2 separate regions of the Mus musculus genome follow, and region 2 is linked to region 1. The links are chromatin contacts, called in public promoter capture Hi-C maps. All regions are on one chromosome and are shown on one strand. The core of a region is the stretch at or near the end of the contact, and the rest is flanking DNA. Distances in the headings are between cores, read along the strand shown. Region 1 holds the start of Gm40349 (cell wall protein DAN4-like). Region 2 holds the start of Irs3 (insulin receptor substrate 3).

Evidence for each region. Promoter capture Hi-C pulls out the DNA fragments that hold promoters and counts their contacts.
Region 2: a promoter capture Hi-C map of hematopoietic stem and progenitor cells shows a contact between it and region 1, with 2.1 times the contacts expected there. The contact joins the promoter of Irs3 here to the enhancer-like site in region 1. A contact is called at or near these places in 5 of 39 promoter capture datasets (the 3T3-L1 cell line, hematopoietic stem and progenitor cells, liver and 1 more).

Annotation. Positions count from the first base shown.
Region 1 is chr5:137,185,974-137,191,178 of GRCm38.p6, reverse strand. Gm40349 (cell wall protein DAN4-like) reads left to right here and starts at 4,740. Exons shown (of 2, transcript XM_030254982.1): 1 at 4,740-4,797. The coding sequence starts at 4,740. It also overlaps the pseudogene Gm20768. Within about 2 kb of position 1,533, at least 85 of the 459 cell types and tissues checked have an H3K27ac peak or open chromatin away from gene starts, as enhancers often do. A contact at or near this core is called in hematopoietic stem and progenitor cells, where this site is marked.
Region 2 is chr5:137,642,277-137,647,428 of GRCm38.p6, reverse strand. It overlaps Irs3 (insulin receptor substrate 3), which reads left to right and starts at 1,715. Exons shown (of 2, transcript NM_010571.3): 1 at 1,715-2,338; 2 at 2,685-4,397. The coding sequence starts at 1,909. The coding sequence ends at 3,742. Sap25 (sin3 associated polypeptide) reads right to left here. Exons shown (of 5, transcript NM_001081962.2): 4 at 4,991-5,088; 5 at 4,527-4,906. The coding sequence ends at 4,643. It overlaps Gm20605 (predicted gene 20605), which reads right to left. Exons shown (of 22, transcript NR_033148.1): 21 at 4,991-5,088; 22 at 4,533-4,906.

The DNA of each region.
Region 1 (5,205 bases), core at 284-2,783:
AGGGTAAAATAATGCTTACGGTTTTAGAAATTATAAGTCATGAATTGTCAATTCATGAAAAAGACTGACAGATTACTGTTGGTTTTCTCGTTGGGTTTTTGTTTTATTTTATTTAGAGTACTGGGAATTGAATCTAGGGCTTCATTTATGATAGAAAAAAAGTGCTCTGCCACTGAGCCACGCCCCCAGTCCCTCACTGGGGGGTTCTAGGCTGGGGCTCTACCACTGAGCCACGCCCCTAGCCCCCTCACTGTGGGATTCTAGGCAGGAGCTCTACCACTGAGCCACACCCCCAGCCCCTCACTGGGGGATTCTAGTCAGGGGCTCTATCACTGAGCCACGCCCCCAGCCCCTCACTGGGGGATTCTAGGCAGGGACTCTACCACTGAGCCACACCTCCAGCCCCTCACTGGGGGATTCTAGGCAGGAGTTCTACCACTGAGCCACGCCCCCTGCCCCTCACTGAGGTATTCTAGGCAGGGGCTCTACCACTGAGTCATATATCCAGCTCATTCTTGTGTGGATGAATGGGAGTCGGATATTCTATTCCCATCCATATCAGATACTCTCTCTGTGAATACGCGTGGTGTGTGTGTGTGTGTGTGTGTGTGTGTGTGTGTGTGTGTGTGTGTAAGAGAGAAGGAGAGGGAGAAAAGGTCTGTAGGAGGCAGAGGTTAGCATAGAGATCTTCCTCAATCACTTCCCACTTTTAAAAAGTTTGTTGTTGTTGTTTTAACTTTTAAAATTTACTCTTGTCTCACATTAAGGTATATTCTGACTACAGTTTCCACTCCATCCTCCCCTCGCACTCCCATTTCCTCTCTTTTCATTTCCCTTCAGAAAACAGCAGGTCTCCCAGGGATATCAACCAAACATGGTGTATCACGTTGTAATAGGATTAGGTGCCTCCCCTTGTTTTAATGCTGGATGAGGCAACCCAGTAGGACGGAAAGCAGGCAGAAGAGTCAGATATACCCCCAACTCCTTCTGTTAGGAGTTCCACAAGAAGATTAAGCTACACATATTAAGACAGAGTCTCTTGCTAAGCACGGAGCTTCCTGCTTTGACTAGATTGTACAGTAAGGCCTTAGCATCCTTTTGTTCTGTCTCCCCAGGGCCAGGACTAAGGATGTGTTTTACCACACCTGGCTTTTCATGTAGATGCTCAGCACCCAAACTCAGGTCCTACTGCTTAAGCTGCAAACATTTTGCTGACTAAGAAATGTCCACAGCCTACTTGGTTGTTGTTGTTGTTGTTGTTGTTGTTGTTGTTGTTGTTGTTGTTGCTATGACAAATGACCTGACAGCAGCAACTTTAGGAAAGAACAGTTTCTTTTATTCCATCTGGGATCCCAGCCAGTGGGATGGTACCGCCCATACCCGGGGTTGGCTTTCCCTCCTGATCTATAATTCTCTGGAAACACCCTCAAAGATGGACCCGAAAGAGTCTAGGTGTGTCTAGATGATTCCAAATCCAGACAAGCTGACAGTGAAGATTGGCTGCTGCAGATGTGATATAAGAAATGGTGCTGCGGGGCGGAGCCGCGGCGGGCCTCTGGGCGGAGGTAACCGTGTTTCCGTTGAGGTCTCTGGGCTGCTCGGGCTCGGAGGGGTGGCCCCGGGGATCGCGGCGCGGCCTGGGGCCCGGTGGTGGCCCAGCGGCTTGCTGCCGAGCCCGGGGGCGAAGGAAGCGGCTCTTCCTCTCCAGCCCCTGCCCTCCGTGCTCGGGCGCACACCTCCTCCCTGACGCATTTTGCCGCACAAGCTGTAATATGGCCGCAGCGACGGCGGCCTGGCTCCCAGGAGCTAGGTTCGTGTTGGAGGCTTCGGAACCCAGAGAAGGAGCGCTGCGGCGTGGAGCAAAACAATTGGCTCGGGCATCCTTGGTGGATTTTTGGTTTTTATTGTTTCCCCCAACTTAAAGACTGAAGTGTTGGAACCATGGGGATAAAGGTCCAGCGTCCTCGATGGTTTTTTTTTTTTTTTGTTTTTGTTTTTGTTTTGTTTTTTTTTTTTTTACATTGCCATTAATAATCAACCTGCTAGAAGAGTTGTCTTTGAATTATTTTCCCAGTGTATATCCCAAAACATGTGAGAACTTTCGCTGCCTTTGTACAGGTGGAAAAGGGACAGGGAAATCAACTCAGAAGCCATTACATTATAAGAGCTGTCTCTTTCATAGAGTTGTCAAGGATTTCATGGTTCAGGGTGGTGACTTCAGTGAAGGGAATAGAAGAGGAGGAGAATCTATTTATGGAGGATTCTTTGAAGATGAGAGTTTTGCTGTTAAACTCAGCAAAGAGTTTCTCTTATCAATGGCCAACAGAGGAAAGGATACAAATAGTTCTCAGTTCTTTATAGCAACAAAACCAACTCCTCATTTAGATGGGCACCATGTTGTTTTTGGGCAAGTGATCTCTGGTCAGGAAGTTGTGAGAGAGATTGAAAACAAGAAAACAGATGCTGCTAGCAAACCATTTGCTGAAGTTCGGATACTCAGTTGTGGAGAGCTGATTCCGATGTCTAAGGTTAAGAAAGAAGAAAAGAAAAGGCATAAGTTTCCCCCCCCCCCCCAACCAGTGACTCAGATAGCTCACCCGATTCTCCGTCCTCCTCCGAGTCTTCTGATTCTGAAAGTGCTTCTGAAGAAAAATCCAGAAAGAGGAAAAAGAAACATAGGAAAAATTCTCGAAAGCATAAGAAGAAGAAGCGAAAGAAAAGCAAGAAAAGCCCATCTGAAAGTGAAGCAGAAAATGTTGATGCACAGCCCCAGTCTACTCTCTGTCCAGAAGAGATCCCTCCTATACCAGAAAATAGATTTTTAATGAGAAAAAGTCCTCCTAAAGCCGATGACAAGGAGAGGAAAAACAGAGAGAGAGAGAGAGAGAGAGAGAGAGAGAGAAATCCCACCTAACTCCCAGCCTGCTTCATACCAGCGACGATTCTTTTTTTTTTTTTTTTTTTTTTTTTTAAAGATCTTATGAGCCATTTTTTTTTTAAATTTTATTTATTTTATTATTATATGTAAGTACACTGTAGCTGTCTTCAGACACACCAGAAGAGGGAGTCAGATCTTGTTACGGATGGTTGTGAGCCACCATGTGGTTGCTGGGATTCGAACTCTGGACCTTCGGAAGAGCAGTCGGGTGCTCTTACCCACTGAGCCATCTCACCAGCCCACCAGCGACGATTCTTAGTTACTAGGTCTGGCAGGAAAATTAAAGGAAGAGGACCGAGGCGTTATCGAACTTCTTCCAGATCCAGATCGAGGGATCGATTCAAACGAAGTGAGACTCCTCCACATTGGAGACAAGAGATGCAGAGAGCTCAGAGAATGAGGGTGTCAAGTGGTGAAAGATGGATCAAAGGGGATAAGAGTGAGTTAAATGAAATATAAGAAAATCAAAGGAGCCCAGTTAGAGTAAAAGAGAAAAAAATAACAGATCACAGACACATGTCTGAAAAAGATGATAAATAGAACAAAAACAAAGTGAAGAAAAGAGGCAAATCCAAGAGTAGGAGCAAGAGCAAAGAGAGATCCAAGAGTAAGGAGCGAGACTCGAAGCACAGCAGACACGAAGACAAGAGGGTGAGGTCAAGAAGTAAAGAAAGGGATCACGAGACTACTAAAGAAACAGAAAAACCACTGGATCTTAAAGGGAAAGATCAGGAAAGGAGTAGAAGCAAAGAGAACTCCAAACAGGTAGAACAAAAAAGTAATGAACATGACCATAGCAAAAGTAAAGAAAAGGATAGACGTGCACAGTCCAGGAGTAGAGAACGGGATCTGACTAAAAGTAAACACAGTTACAACAGTAGAACAAGGGAGCGAAGCAGGAGTAGGGACAGGAGCAGAAGAGTGCAGTCCAGAAGCCATGACAGAGATCACAGCAGAAGCAAGGAGTACCATAGATACAGAGAACAGGAGGACGATCGAGAAGTAAAGATAGGAGGAGGAGAAGGAGGGATTCCCGGAGCTCAGAGAGAGAAGAAAGTCAAAGTAGAAACAAAGAAAAATATAGACGCCAAGAAAGTAAGAGTTCACACAGAAAAGAAAATTCTGAGGGTGAGAAAAGAACGTACTCTAAAAGTCATGATCATAATAGCTCAAATAATAACAGGGGAAAAAAGGCTGATAGAGAGCAAAGTCCAGTGTCAAAAACAAAGCAAAGCGGTCAGGACAATGAAGTGAAGTCCTCCACATTAAAAAATCAAGAGGACGAAAAGACCAGATCCCCGGTGGAAAAAGAAAATAAAAAATCAAAGGGTCAAGAAAATGATCATGCACGTGACAAAAATTAAAAATGTGATCATGAATCAAGCCCTGGAACAGATGAAGACTAAAGTGGATGAGTGAGTTGTGTACTCTTAATTCCTTCCTGTCTCACATTTTAAGTTTTGAAGACTTACTGTTGAACCTTCCTTTTATTTGTTGTTTTCATTGTTTTGGAGTTGTTTTATGTTTGTGGCCCCTCCCCCCCGTTTTTTAAAATGTGGACTTCATTGAGTTGATCTTTTGATAATCTGCTACCTGGATAATTTGTACTGCTAAAGTTTTAATAAACTTGAAATGAAAAGAAAAACAAAAACAAAAACAAAAAAGAAGTGGTGCTGCATGCATAGCCACGTGTCATCCTGGAGAAGGCGCTGCGAACCCTCAGGATCAGGATCACAGCAGACTCCGAACTCCAACTCCGATACTTCTGCACATAGTCCATAAGTGGGATGCAGGACTGGGGATGGAGGAGGAGTCTATTGTGGGAGGCAGCAAGAACCACAGGCTGGCCTGCGGCAATGGTGATATTTCAGCAAGGATGAATTTCAGCCCTGGTGTATGCACGTGTGTGTGCGCGTGCAGGGAGAAAGGACACAGAGAATTGCCCATGGAATTGGGGGATTCCACCAGCCCTCTGGTGCCTGCTAGGTTCACAAGAAATGCTGCTGCACAGGTCAGATGTAAAGAATGGAGGCATGGGACTGTGATGCTAAAGATAATCCACAGGACATGTGGCATGTGTGACTCATGAGGGGAGAAAAAGGGGAGGGCCCGAAGAGCGTGCCTGGCACCTCAGAGCACTTGTGCCCGAGCACCAGGGAGTGTGCAAAGCACGAGGAAGGCAAGTGTGAGAAAGCTGGCTTGAGGTGAATGGGTGTGCTTTTCCCACAAAGCCTTGCCACATTGGCAATGCCACCCTGCAAACAATC
Region 2 (5,152 bases), core at 466-2,965, 460 kb before region 1:
CCTACCAGGGTCTCAGGGCTTGGCCTTTTCTTCTCTGTATACCGTTATCTTTCCCCACATGGATTTTGCTGGCCACGACATTAGGGCATTGGCAGGTCTGCTAAGGTACCATGACTTGTCAACTAAGCTTTGTCAGAATGTGTCACACCACTCCCCACCCCCATGTGACCCTAATGTAGAGAAACAAAATATCCAAGGGGCTGGGGACGTAGTCTAATTAGAAACGTGCTTGCTGTGCAGATCCAATGGCCCCAATTTGATCATCAGAACCCACATGGAAAGTAGAATCCCAGTCCATCACAACCCCAGCACTTCTAGAGCAAGCTAGAAGACTACAACAGGACACGACTCGGAAGGCAGAGGCAGGCAGCTCTCTGAGTCCCAGGACAGCCAGAGCTACAGAGAAACCCTGCCTAAAAAAATAATGGCCACTACTATCTTTAAATGCCTGGGGTACACAGTGCGGCAGCAGAGAGAGTCCCTGCTTCAAAAAGGTGGAAGGCTAGCCGGGCATGGTGGTGCACGCCTTTGATCCCAGCACTTGGGGGGCAGAGGCAGGCGGATTTCTGAGTTCGAGGCCAGCCTGGTCTACAAAGTGAGTTCCAGGACAGCCAGGGCGATACAGAGAAACCCTGTCTCGAAAAAACAAAAACAAACAAACAAAAAAAGGTAGAAGGTGAGGACCCACTTCCAAAAGCTGACCTCTGACCACATGCAGGGGACAGCCTGTACAACACACGTACTATTTTCCAAGCTGGGTGTGGTAGCATGCACTGTAACCTCAGGCAGGGGAAGTGGAGTCAGACATATGATAGGCCTGAGGCCTTCCAGGCCTGCAAATCGAACCTACTAGACAAGTTCTAGTGAGCCTGTCTCAAAAACAAGAGGGATCGCTCTTGAGGAATACGAGAGGTTGTCTTCCAGCCTCCAATAAGCATGTGCATTTGTGGCCTATGATCTCCAGCCCCACCCAAACCTCTCAGGATACACGGGCTCACCAGGACGTCTGCCACAGGATCCCAGCTCCTGTGACCACAGCCACCATCAGGTTCAAGTTGGCATTTGGCTGGTGGTCAGGGGCACTTTGAGGAAGGTGTCTCTGAGAGACTAAGTCCTCTTTCACACATCCTTCAGTGGACATTTGCATGCGTGGGAATCTGGAGAGGGTGGGGGTGCGGTTGGTTACCAGAGACCAATCTAGTTTGGTTTTCCTATCCTGGGGTATCCATCAACCCAAACTCAGATAGCTCAGAAGCAAAGACACAAAGATCATCTCTGGGTAGGAAAGGAAAGAACACTGAGGACCTATACAACTAGAGGCTCAGTTCGGAGGCTCCTCCCTGGAGAACTGCCGCTATCAGGATGGCCCGCTAGGCCAGGCCACTCTTCTAATTACTAGTGCCATCACTGCTAACCACAGCCGCTTCTTCTGCACCCTGGCTTTCTGGCTTTCGAGATTGCCCCGGGCTGCCTCTGGCGGTACTCCTCCACCCCCACATCCAGTCAGCTGATTGGTAGAGATGCCCCCCCTCACTCCCCGCCCCTGTGAAAGTTTGGTCCCAGCGGTGCAGGGCTCCTACTCTAGCCTATGAATCCTAAACTCAAATTCCTGCACTCGGGCGTGGGAGGGTTAACTTGAAGGGGTGGAGATTCCAACAAGGAGGCTGACCCAGCTAGGTCAGCCTCCCTTAGACCTAGGAGTCCTGGTGTCACTGGCCACTGGGACACACGCACTCCTGTGTACAGGCTCCTTGTTCACTCCAAGTCAGGAGAGGGCGTGGAGAGATGCAGGGCAGCTAGGCCGGCTGCAGTTTCCCAGGGCTACTTGTTCCAAGCGGGTGGTAGCTCAGGGGGCCAGACCCATTCAAATCAGTCCTTCTGGGGACAGTTTACTGTCTTTGGCTGGAAATGAAGCCTGCAGGTACGGGCCCCACAGTCTCCTCCGGGGGCGAGTGCACCGACGTGTCCCTCGGCTCACCGTTTCCTTGGCCCTGCCTGCCCGACGTGCGGCTCTGTGGCCATCTGAGGAAGCAGAAGTCCCAGCGCCGCCGCTTTTTCGTGCTGCGCGCTGACCCACCACGCCTGGAGTGCTACGAGAGCGAGAAGAAGTTCTTGGCCAGCGGCTGCCGCCCACCTAGACCCCGGCGTACCGTTAGCCTGGAGGGTGCCTGCACTATTAGCAAGCGCGCGGATGCCCGTCAGCGCCACCTGATCGTCATCTATACCAGCGACAGCAGCCTGGGCGTGGCGGCGGCCAGCGAAGCAGAGCAGCAAGCATGGTACAGCGCCCTGCTCGAGGTGCGCGCCACCGCCGCAGCCGCTGCTGCTACTGCTATGGGTGAGCCTTGGGTGAGCGACGGGGAGGTCAGGGGGTTGCCGACTTAGTTTATCTTGAACCCATTTCCCTCAGATCAACTGAGGTTTAAATCTTTTTTATTTTCGAGACAGGGTTTCTCTGTGTAGCCCTGGCTGTCCTGGAACTCACTCTGTAGACCAGGCTGGCCTCGAACTCAGAAATTCGCCTCCCAAGTGCTGGAATTAAAGGTGTGCGCCACCACGCCCGGCCTGAGGTTCAAATCTTAAGCTAAAAAAAAAAAAAAAAAAAAGACGTATAAAACGTCTTGGTCACCTGGGACCCGGTGACCCCAACCCCTGCCTCCCGGTGACTTGCCAATTCTCTCCAGGTTTCAGTCCCCAAGAGGCCCCTGAGTCTTGGATCTTCGCCCCATTCCAGGACGTCTGGCCTGTGACACTGCGGTCCAAGGGGCTGGGGAGAGCACAAGGCCTGAGCAGCGGCAGCTATCGCCTGTGCCTGGGTTCTGGGGCCCTGAGCCTCCTGCGAAAGCCTGGAAGCAAAGGTTCCAGAGACAGCCGGGCAACGCCACCACCAGTCCTGCGCTTGTCCTTGCTCAGTGTGCGCCGCTGTGGCCACGCAGACTCTTTTTTCTTCCTGGAACTCGGGCGCTCAGCGCCCATTGGTCCTGGTGAGCTCTGGCTGCAGGCTCCTGATGCAGTGGTGGCCCAAAGCATTCATGAGACAGTCCTGGCTGCCATGAAGCGGCTGGGGAGCAATGCAGCTGGCAAAGCTGAGCCACCGCCACAGGGAAATCCTCCAAAGAGTGTTCCTGCAGCTCCTACCCCGACACCATATGAAATCCCTGCATCGGCAGCACAAGCAAGAAGCCCCAGTGAGCGAGCAAAGCAGGACTACTTCAAGCCCCTGGAAAGGATGGGGTCAACACACTCCTACAAGGGACTAGATCTGGGCGGGAACTACATCACCATGGGAGTCAGGAATGACTATGTCCACATGGGGGGAGGAGAAGCAGGTGACTATATGTGGATGGCGCCCCCAGGCCTTCCTCCCACCCCTGCCAGGGCAGATCCTAATAAGCAGCTCGAGGATTGTGAGAGCACAGAGTATGTGCCCATGAATAGATTTTTACCTGGGCCTTTTTACTACGAGCTCAAGGCCAGGGAGTCTGAACTTGGGCATCCGGGTGCCCATTGTAGCCTTAGAGACAGATGGAGACCCACAGTGGCTCAGCCCCGCTCTTCCCAAGGGTCAGAGCTCTCTGGGGACTACATGTCCATCCCCGACTATGTAGGAACGGACAGTGCTAGGCTGGGGTCTCTGGACAGCTGCCTCAACTATGTGGACCTGGACCTGGTCCCTCCCCTGGAGGTTCCTGGAGCAGCCCCAGGGAAGAGTCCACATAGCTATGCCAGCATCAAGTTCTAGAACTTTTGGGAGGTAGTCAGGTGAGGAGACCCAGGCATTGGTCAGGGAAGAGAGGAAAAGAAGAGACCTTAGTACTGTTCAGCTCAGCTCCTGCACACAGGACCCAGGAACCCTGAGGCCACCATGAGCTGCTCTGCTGCCCCCTTGCCTGCTCTGTTCCTTCCAGCTGTACCACCTAGGAAGCCCTCAGGAAGCCATGCTCGAGGAACCAGACTCTTCAGAGAAAACACTAGAACTTCTCTCTGCCCTGCCAGCCCTCCCCCCACTCGCAATCCAAGCAACAAACAAATAAAACCCTTCTCAGATGAATGCCCACAGAATCAGTCTCAGGCTAGCTGTGGCCCAAGCCTGGATGAAGACTCTCATCCTGGTTTGGGACAGCTCTGTCCCCTCACATGTTGGCAGCTAGATGTCATTGTGTCTCCTCAGCCAAAACATTATCCTAACCCTGTTTTTTTTCAAGCCAGAGCGGAATTCCTAAGGCTCAGAAACAATGGGAGGAGCATCAGGGATCATGACGGTGCTCCTCAAGCAGCCAGTGCTCCCCAAGCAGCCAGTCCTCACCTGACCTTTCTCTGGGCCCAGCAGACACAAACGAGTTCCTCACTTCCCAGAGTGCAGCCCAACCCACCCATTAAAGGTGCCCTTCTCCCTGACTGTCTTGCTCAATGGATCTCCCCACCCCATGCAGTGTGTGACCAATGAGTAAGGAGGCCTGGAGGAAGAGAAAATGGTATAATGGGACCCAGCCTGATCCGCAGCCCATGTCCCACTGCAGACAGCCTGGTTTGCAAACTCTGATTTATTGTCAACAAAACAGCTTGGGGGAGAAGAAAGCACCCGTGGAGGAGTGGGGGGCAGGGTACACTATGGACTGTGGTTATTGGGGTACTATGTGGTTCATGTGTCAGTCCCAGAACAGCTCTGGTCACCACTGGGACCTGGGTCTTCAGAGACAGAGACAGGGTCTGGGCAGCTGGTGGAAGGCAGAGAGCTTGCCACGCAGTTGGGTGTCTGCTCTCCCTGGCTCATCTGCAGCAGACCAGCAAGGGCGATCATCTCTGCCTCGCTGAGCCAGGTGGAGGAGCAGGCCTGGGATGAGGACGGATGCACAGAGGGCGACATGATGGGCGGTGGGAGCAGCAGCTTCCTGGAGTCCATTGCCTGAGAAGACAAAAAAAGGGAAGCTTGTCCTCCCGGCTTTGAATGGAGAAAGGGAGAAGAGAATGGAGGGAGGCTCACTCTTACCTGCTGAGGGGGCTTGGTCAGGATTAGGGGAACACGCTGCCCACATGGTAGCAGAGGATCCAAGAGAAAGACATCTTCATAGTTTCTCACCGGGACCCCTGAAGGAGAGAGCCTGCTAGCTTGGTGGCCTTGGCCTTCCTCCCCAGCCCTCAGTGCAGCTTC